2 separate regions of the Rattus norvegicus genome follow, and region 1 is linked to region 2. The links are chromatin contacts, called in public Hi-C maps. All regions are on one chromosome and are shown on one strand. Each heading gives the region's core, a stretch centred on a gene start, on an enhancer-like site or on the middle of the called end of the contact. The rest is flanking DNA. Distances are from core to core; before and after follow the strand shown.

Region 1 (4,421 bases), core at 927-3,426, 400 kb after region 2:
GGACTGATCCCATGGTGTTCAGGAGAAACCTGCCATTTAAAGCCGGCATCATCCCCATTTCAGAGACGAAAATGTCACTCACCCAGACAGAGGGATCCCTGCCTCCCCAGGTGCCAGCAGACAGCTGTGCTAAGGCCCTTGGCTCACACTCCACACTGTGCTCTAGGCGGCGACCCTGTGCAGCACTGTGCTCTAGGCGGCCACCCTGTGGGGTGCTGTCAGAGCTGCTGGGAAGACAGGTTAGCTGTAACCAAGTCCTAACCCCAAGGATCACTGTGCTTGAATCTGGAGTGTTCCAGCAATCGTGCTGTGGACCAAGTTTGTGGAGCGTTGGTTGGTTGGCTGATTGGCTGGTTGGTTGGTTGGTTGGCTGGCTGGCTGGTTGGTTGGTTGGTTGGTTGGTTGGTTGGTTGGTTGGTTTTGAAAGCTGTGAGGATGTGAGGAGGTGGAGGCATAGGTAGTGGAAACAGAAGACTATTATATCTTTGAAGACGATTCCACCCCTACTTCTGGCCTGCTTTCTCTGCTTCCTGTTTCACCGCCATGTGAACAGCTGGCACCAGGAGCTCCCACTGCTGTGGATGGAGGCGCTGTACCCTAGCCATGCTGTCGCGATGGGTGGACTATGGCCTTACAAAGCCATAAGCCAAGTGAATTTTCCTTCCCGTGTTACTTCTGTCCCGGGTCTTCGTTACAGCAACACGTAATCAACTAGTGTGGAGATTGCTACCGGAAGTGGAATTACTGTACTGTGTAATCTGGCTGTGGTGTGAATTCTTAGAACTGATCTAAGGGTATGGAAGGACTCAGAGGTCCGGGTCAGGGAAGTCCTGGGCATGTCGCTGCCTTTAATGACAATTCCAAGCCAGGAAGCCCAGAATGGGGACCGTATTGAGGGTGGTAAAATCTGCGCTCTTGAGTTTTTCAAGGGGAACAGGGACTACAGCTTCCCGCTACACCCTGCCAACGAATTCATGTATATTTTCTTCCTGGCCTGAGAGTCTAGGTGAGGTTGGATCCAAAAGAGATAGATTATTTGTTCGGTAAAAAGAGATTTCAAGACAGAACATCGCGGAGTCTTTGACTTGAGGGTGGGGTGGGGGAGGGAGGAGAGAGGGAAAGCGTGGAGGTGAGGGGAGTAGAGTGATGGGGTAGGGGTGGGGGGGCTGGAGGGTGTGGGGAAAGGAACAGTCTCCTGACCCCAGAGCCTGCACATCCAGGAGCAGCTCCAAGGCTGGCATCTTCCGTAGTGAACAATCCTGTCTGAGCAGGGAGGCAGCATATGGAAAGAGAGTCCCTGACACCCCAGCCCAGTCAAGAGCGCCTCCTTCCCTGTCAGACCCCCACCACCTCACTGGAGAACTCAGAATGAGTAGCAGGAAGTGTGATCCTCACAGACATCAAGTCTTCTACCCCAGGCAGCAGCCTGGAGCCGCTGGCTCAGCTACTCTGGTGCAGGTGACTTTAATAGGGTTTCCCTCCCTCTTCTGGTTCGATGTGGAGCCTTGACTATTTGGGTTTTTTTCTTCTCCGAGTAAAAGAAGAAAAGTGGAAACATACCCATCATGTATAATTTGAACCCTTGGGTATGTGCCTAGAGTCTTCTGTCTCCACGTGGCTTCAGAACACTTTATATAATGGATCCTCTTCTGGAAAGGGCTGTCTGTCTGTGTCTTACAAGAACATCCTATCTGATCGATTCCTTATTTGCTGTGGGGTATCTGTCTGTCTGTCTGTCTGTCGCCTGCTGGCCTTCCTGTCTGTCTGTCCAGCCTCCTTGTCCCATTCCCTGAGCTACAACAGGCCCCATGGCCGCCTGGTGTGTGTCTAGACAATATTTGACTTTGCATCACAAAGAGCGCCCTGTGATGTCAGAGGAGCCATGAATCACAGTGACAGCTCTCCTGGTATCCAAGAGACCTCCCCTGGCTGCTAAGTCCCCTGTCCCCCATGGACCCCTGTGAGAACCAGTCATTGTATTGAGCATCAGCTGAAGCTCCCAGATTCCATGTGGAATGACCCACACTGTGTGTGCTAAGGATCAGTCAGCCTCTGGCTAACTTCTTGCCTCTCAGTGTCCTGGGAACCGGTGCTGTTTGCTCCTGTCTGGAGCCTCTGTGGCTGTGCCGAGCACAGGCTGCCCTGGACAGTGTTTCCACAGTTACCTCCAGGCTCCAGGCTCCCGGCTGCAGGCCCCAGGCCCCAGGCTGCTGCAGACTATAAATGAGGCCACTCCTCTGCCCTCTGTGCTCCATGCCCTCTGCATGACTAAGCTTTCTGTCCTGCTTCTTCACGTTGATGTCTCTCTATCTCCTATGGAGGGACAAATTATTTGCTCACTGACAGTGGCCTAAATTTGGCAGCAGCCTCAGCAGCATCTGTAACGAACCGAAGCCAGGTCACCACACTTGATGGGGACAGTTCCAGGCCTGTTCCGACAGCCTGAGGATGTAAAGATAAAAATTACACCAGCCTCCAGCCGTGGCCATAAGAGGAGTCTTGGCAGAGAAGAACGTGCCAGATAAGAAGAAAAGCAAGGAGCTCTTGCCAAGAAAACCTGGCTCGATTTAGCAAGAGCTCAAAAGCCCCTTCGAATGAGGTCGCAGGCTCCCTGGGGAAAGGCTGCATCTTAGGGAGGCAGCCTTAGGAAGGGCGGCTCTCGGCCCTAACAGTCCTGAATCTACATTGCAGATACAATTTCAAAATTCATTTCCACTGTAGTCAAGACTTAAAAATGAAAGTCACAGATAGTGTAATCTATATCTTTTTTTTTTAAGATTTGTTATATTATTTTATTGTGTGTCTGTCAGTAGGGGGCATCAGATCTCTTGGAGATGCAGTTACAGAGCTTTGTGAACCACCCCACGTTGGGGCTGGGATCCAAATTCTAGTCCTCTGATAGAGCAGCTCAGGACTCTGAGCCACTGAGTCATTGCTCTGGTCCCATACGTGATTCTTTTGGTTTGGTTTTGTTTTGTTCTTTTATTTGATATCCAGACTTTAACATAGAAAGAAATATAAGAAAAATGAAATAGGCAAGGTAATTTGCAATGTGACAATGTCTCTTCCCACGTGCAAATGCCCAGGCATAAGTGCCCATGAAGAACGAATCAGCTTCCTGACCAAGACTAGTAACTAGTGAGTTGAGTTGGTCCCTCAAATGCCTTGTGCCAAGGCTGCTGTTCCTTTCCTCCTAGGCTCCACCCAACAGTTACCTAGCAACAGTCAGGTAGGCCTGGCTTACTATAAAAGGGACTGTAAGGCCTCTCTGACTGCCTGATTCCCTTCACTCTCCTGACCCCATTATCTCCCTACACACACACACACACACACACACACACACACACACACACACACACACACACACACACACACGTTCCCAGCCTGGCCAGCTTCTTCCCTTCTCTCTTTCTCTTTCTCTTTCTCTTTCTCTTTCTCTTTCTCTTTCTCTCTGTCTCTGTCTGTCTGTCTCTCTCACTCTGTCCTTCTCTGTCCCCTCTCTTTCTCTGCCTCTACTCCCTTTTAAATTCCCCTTCCCATGCCCTCAAATAAACTCTATTTTATACTAGGCCCTTCCTTTGGCTGGTAACCATCCCCTGGGTGGGGGGATACCTCAGCATGGGCCCGCTGAGGTACCTTGCTCTATAAAACATACCCTTGGTTTTATAAAAACACATCGGCTGTTGACATTACCATTAGCAAGGTTTTGAGCGAATCTAGATGAAATGTCCCTTGAGCGTGCCGATGAGAATTCCTGAAGAGCAGCCACATTGGGCTAGTTCTAGCCACCTGTAACAGCCATTTCTTGTCCATCTCTGTAAGTGGACGGACAACTTGTGACTGGAGATAAAAACCTTTGCGTCAATTTAATTGGCTGACCGCTGGCTTCCCCCAACCCGAAAGCCAAGACAGCACCTGAGGCCATAGAAAAGCTCCCCCTGCCCCCGTCTCTGTATCCGCCTCTCTGATGCACCCACCAGTGCACTCTGACCTTGCCTTGGTTTACGACTCTCTACATTCTGTACAGCTGTAAAACCATGAACCTGCTTCTGCCTTGGACAGTGGACTCTGAGGTAACCAGGGTTCCCTAGCCATGCTCACTCAACATGGCTACAGAACAAACATTTCACATTCCCCTTAGGTTCAGAGTTGGTTTGTTTTGGGTCGAGTCACCACTGGTCTCCTTCCTGGTCCCCTGCCATGTCAATGACCTCCGCTCCACACCCCTACTGCCATTGTCCGGGCTGCTCATCCTGCCTATCTTCTTCAGGTCTGAGAGGTCGTCTGCTCACACCTTAGCTTTAGGGCTGGTGGGGACTGGAGATGCCTCAGGCTCAATGATGCTTCATCTGTAGCCAAGAGGAGGCCAGGCTGAACACGGAGATTGACAGCAGTGGTTGCTAGGAGCACCCCCTACAGGC
Region 2 (4,029 bases), core at 1,082-3,581:
CTGAGCTAAATCCCCAGCCCCATAAACTCTTAAATACAAGAGTATACCACACAAGTCAGCAGGAGGGTGACGCCCATTGCCTCCTGGTGCAAGGTCACACACCCAGAGGACACTGCTACCCAGACAGGGACCAGAGCCTCCCATGGAACCCTGGGAACCACACCCCAGAGGGCCGGAGGATTCAGTCATCTCCTCACCTGCCCTAGCTGCTCGCATGCTGTCTGGTACTCAGCCCTTTGACACAGGTCCTTCACACGCTGATACTTGGGCAGGAAGTTCTCCTCCTGGGCGTTCACTTTGTCACCCTCCCTCTTGTGGAGCAGTTTGCTGAGGGAGATGCGGGGCTGGTTGGACTGGGTGGGGTGCTGAGGCAACTTGTCTTTGCCTAGGCTGCAGCCCCTACATAGCTCTGTGGAGACCTACTGTGGAGGACAGGGCGTCTGGCTGCTTAGGAGTACCTGGGTTTTAACGGGAAGTCTACAGGAGCCAGTTTGCCCCAGATGGCCTGAGTTAGGATTAAATGAACAGTGATGACATTGTACAGGTTCTGCCAAGTATGTTGAAAGGGGACATGTGGCCTCCAGATTCGAATTCTGCATCAGTCACCCAATCGTGACAGGGGATTTGGGCATAAGCCTCCGAGTCACCCAGTCACCAGCACAGAACTATTTCGCCTCCTAGAGTCTGTGGCCGCTCCTCACAGGGGTCTCCCTGCCCAGCAACTCACCCTCTTTCCACCAGGAAGGAGTCTCGCCAGACCCTCAGCTTCTTTTTCAGGTGGAACCTAGAAAACAAGCAGGTCCAGCTTCCTGTCTGCAGGGTCCCCGTGTCCCCAGCCCTGTCCACAGGTCCTTCCACCTGGGGCAGGTGGAAGTCATTGAGTGACACTGGAAAGTTCTCCATGTCCCAGGGGCAGGGCTGCTTCTCCAAGATGTGGTCTGAATACCTCTCTGTAGTTGACGTTACCTAGTTACACGGGCATTTGTCTGTACCCCGATTCTCACGTGTCCAGTGCCCCTACACTCTGCACATGTGTCCTTCCAGCCCCCTTTGTTGGAGGATGTATTGTCTTACAGGGGCAGCCACCTGTAGGTCTCAGAACTGGGCCCTCTGGGAGGAAAAGTGAGGAAAGGCTCACAGAAAGATGCTATCCAGGGGCAGTTTCATGGTTGACCACAAGAGGTCGCTCCTGCCTTTCTGGTTCCTCGTCTCTAGCCACCTTCCTTCCTATCTGTTTTTTGTCCATTGATGCTTCTTCAGTCACCCAGGACACCTGGAACATGTCCCGGTAAGTCACACCACCCATCACTAGGGCCATAAAAGCCATAACCATTGGGACGAAGAGTCTGAATTCTTGGTTATCATTTTATCTCTCTAGGATTGAAATAACACAACCCTCCTTTTACTGGGTTACTATTACTGGGTTACGCTGCGGGCCAACCTGCTGGAGTGCCCTGGTACACAGCAGTGCTACTGTTAACGTTGGGACTTTCATCATTTTAGCTTTGGAAGGCCCTTAGCTCCAAATGGGAGGACAGAATCCCAGAGAGGGCTGGCCCTTCGTTCAAGCACGGGTTAGTGCAGGGCACCTAGATCCTCAGACTAGTGGTCCTCCCAGTTACCCATGGTTGAGTTCACCCTGGCTAGAGAGCCTCCTCCCCTGGGTCTGTCCTGCTCCCTTCTCACCGGTTCACTGGCCGCTCTGAGTCCAGTAGTTTGAGGATGGACTTCCCGTCCATGTCTGCAGGGATGTCCAGTCCAGCGATATCCAGTATGGTGGGGGCCAGGTCAATGTTGAGGACGATGTGGGGGTTCCTGGGAGACAGGGGGAGTGGAAACTTGGCCACCTGGGTGGTAGCTTAGCTTGGGACAGAGGCATCTGGAGGTGAAGGGGGAGGGACATCTGCAAGTGAGGAAGCTTCCATCCTGACCCTCTGACCCTTACGGAGCCCAGTTCCAGCCGTACCGTCCGGTGCTACACTGTCAAAGTTACCTGCGCCAGTGCTAACCTCCTTCGCCTCTAGGGTACATGCCCGCCCTCTTGTTGATTCTTGCTGGCTGGGCATGCACAGTCTGGCCTCTAAGACCCTGTTAAACTCTACCCAGAATGATCTTCCTCTAGGCAGCTGTGTGACGCCTTTAGCTCTTAACAATGAGTCTCGTGACAAGCCCCATATGGTTAGGGACCCCACTCCTGGGACCACATCAGGGTGATCCACTCAGTAGCTATTCGTGTGAGTGAGAGTGGCCCAGAAAAGACCTGGCTAACTAGCAGGGTGGATGGGGAATGGGTTGTCACTCCAGCCACTTTGTGGACAGATGTTCAGCTAGCTGTCTCACTAGAATCGTTCTGTCTCTCTCCCTTGTTGGCTTTGAAGATGGGCTGTAAGGCTTCTGTGCAAGCCCCAGTCCTCCCTCGGTGCATACCTGACTGGACCTGACATGGCGGCCATGATTGGTAGCTTTTCTTTCATCTCTGCCGCCTACAAGCACTTCTGCCTCAGGTTGCCATCTCAGAGGTTAGGCCAAGGAGAATGGCTGAGGGCCTCGGCCCATTGAGGAAAGAGCAGAGGGCAGAAAGCTTGCTCCGTGGTGCCACCGGAGCAGGCTCAGCTGACAATGGCTCTCTGAGATTTCCTCCTCAACAGCCACCAGACCAGCGACTGCCCAGACGGGTGGAAATCAAAGCATCTTCCTACGCACTGGTAACACCCATGCTCTGGCATTTCCTGGCCCAGAGCCCCACCTCGCTGGTTTTCATGGGAGTTCATAGCTCCTGGCTTCTGCCTCAGAAAGAAGGGTATACAACTCCTTGGAACCCACCCTGGGCTACACAATGGCTGGTTCAACTGTTCTAGAATTGTGCCCCTGAAGGGCGTGGCTTGGACCTGTGCTGAGCTTCAGACCAAGCAGAATCCAAGGTCTCCCTGTGAGCCTGGGACCTGGGGCACGGATACCGGAGACAAACTTACAGAGAGCCAGCTTCCACGCTGGGGCCCCGCACATAGAACGGGACCCTGATGTCAAACTCATAGGGCATGGACTTGCCCTTCACCAGGCCAAACTGGCCAATGTGGTAGCCGTGGTCGGCGGTGTACACGATGTAGGTATTGTCCAGCTCGCCCGTCTCCACTAGCATGTCATAGATCTGCAACAGAGGCCAGAGGTGACGTGGCTAGCCTAGTGCGAGGGGCAAGGAACTAGAGACCTCTGGTCTCAGCATATTTCCCATTTCATCCATGTCCTGGGGCAAATCCACTTCTGTGCAAGGCCCCTGGGACTGGACAGGTTATAAGGCCACTGCCCTCAACTGTTCCTTACACTCGTTAAGTTGTGGAAAGTTCCCACGGGGTGAGGGTCTTGGTAGTTTTCTCTCTGGCAGCTGGTAGCTATGTCCCACTTGCGCTGACCCTTAATAAATAACCTTGGATGAATGAATGAATGCATGAATGAATGAAGGAGGGAAGCTGGATGTGGCCAGGGTAGGCATTTATACCCTGAAATAGAGTCCTGCATGAGGGTCTGCAACTGGCCGGCGTGGCTATGGAGCACACGAACTGTGTCTAGCGTGGCCAAGGAATGGACTTTGAATTTTATATCATTTTGATCTAAATTTAGATAGCTATGGATCCCTTTTGAGTAAGCTGTTAGCCCACACAGTGGAATATAATTCCTTAATATCTGAGGTGTGTGTATGAGTACATTCTGTCATGTGTGTGAAAGTCAAGGACAACTTTTGGGAGTCAGATTTCCCGCGCCCGTGGGTCCTGGGGATTCCGGCACAGGCTTCACTATGGGTGAGCCTTGAAAACTGTGTTCTGATGGAAAAAGCCAGTCCCCAAAGGCCATATTTTTATGATCCATGTGTAACGGAATGCCCAGATTATCAGGAAGGGCTTAGTACCTGCAGAGACTGGGGTGACGGTTAAGGGAAGGTGATTTTCCCGCGGGGGGAAGGGGGTGATGAAGATGTTCAAACCTGACAGGAGTAATGGTTGTACAACTCCATGTGAATGCACATGGCGCCGT

Evidence for each region. A called contact is a pair of places that touch in the nucleus more often than the background predicts.
Region 1: a contact with region 2 is called in a Hi-C map of frontal cortex, with 2.3 times the contacts expected there. The contact joins two enhancer-like sites. A contact is called at or near these places in 2 of 12 Hi-C or Micro-C datasets (the A7r5 cell line and frontal cortex).

The regions. Positions count from the first base shown.
Region 1 is chr3:175,647,290-175,651,710 of GRCr8, forward strand. No RefSeq gene overlaps it. Among named protein-coding and RNA genes, the nearest start is that of Rnu6-760, 210 kb to the right of the region's middle. Within about 2 kb of position 2,177, at least 37 of the 93 cell types and tissues checked have an H3K27ac peak or open chromatin away from gene starts, as enhancers often do.
Region 2 is chr3:175,251,025-175,255,053 of GRCr8, forward strand. Sulf2 (sulfatase 2) reads right to left here. Exons shown (of 21, transcript NM_001034927.1): 7 at 2,973-3,148; 8 at 1,687-1,815; 9 at 728-784; 10 at 198-327. Among named protein-coding and RNA genes, the nearest start is that of Sulf2, 71 kb to the right of the region's middle. Within about 2 kb of position 2,332, at least 3 of the 93 cell types and tissues checked have an H3K27ac peak or open chromatin away from gene starts, as enhancers often do.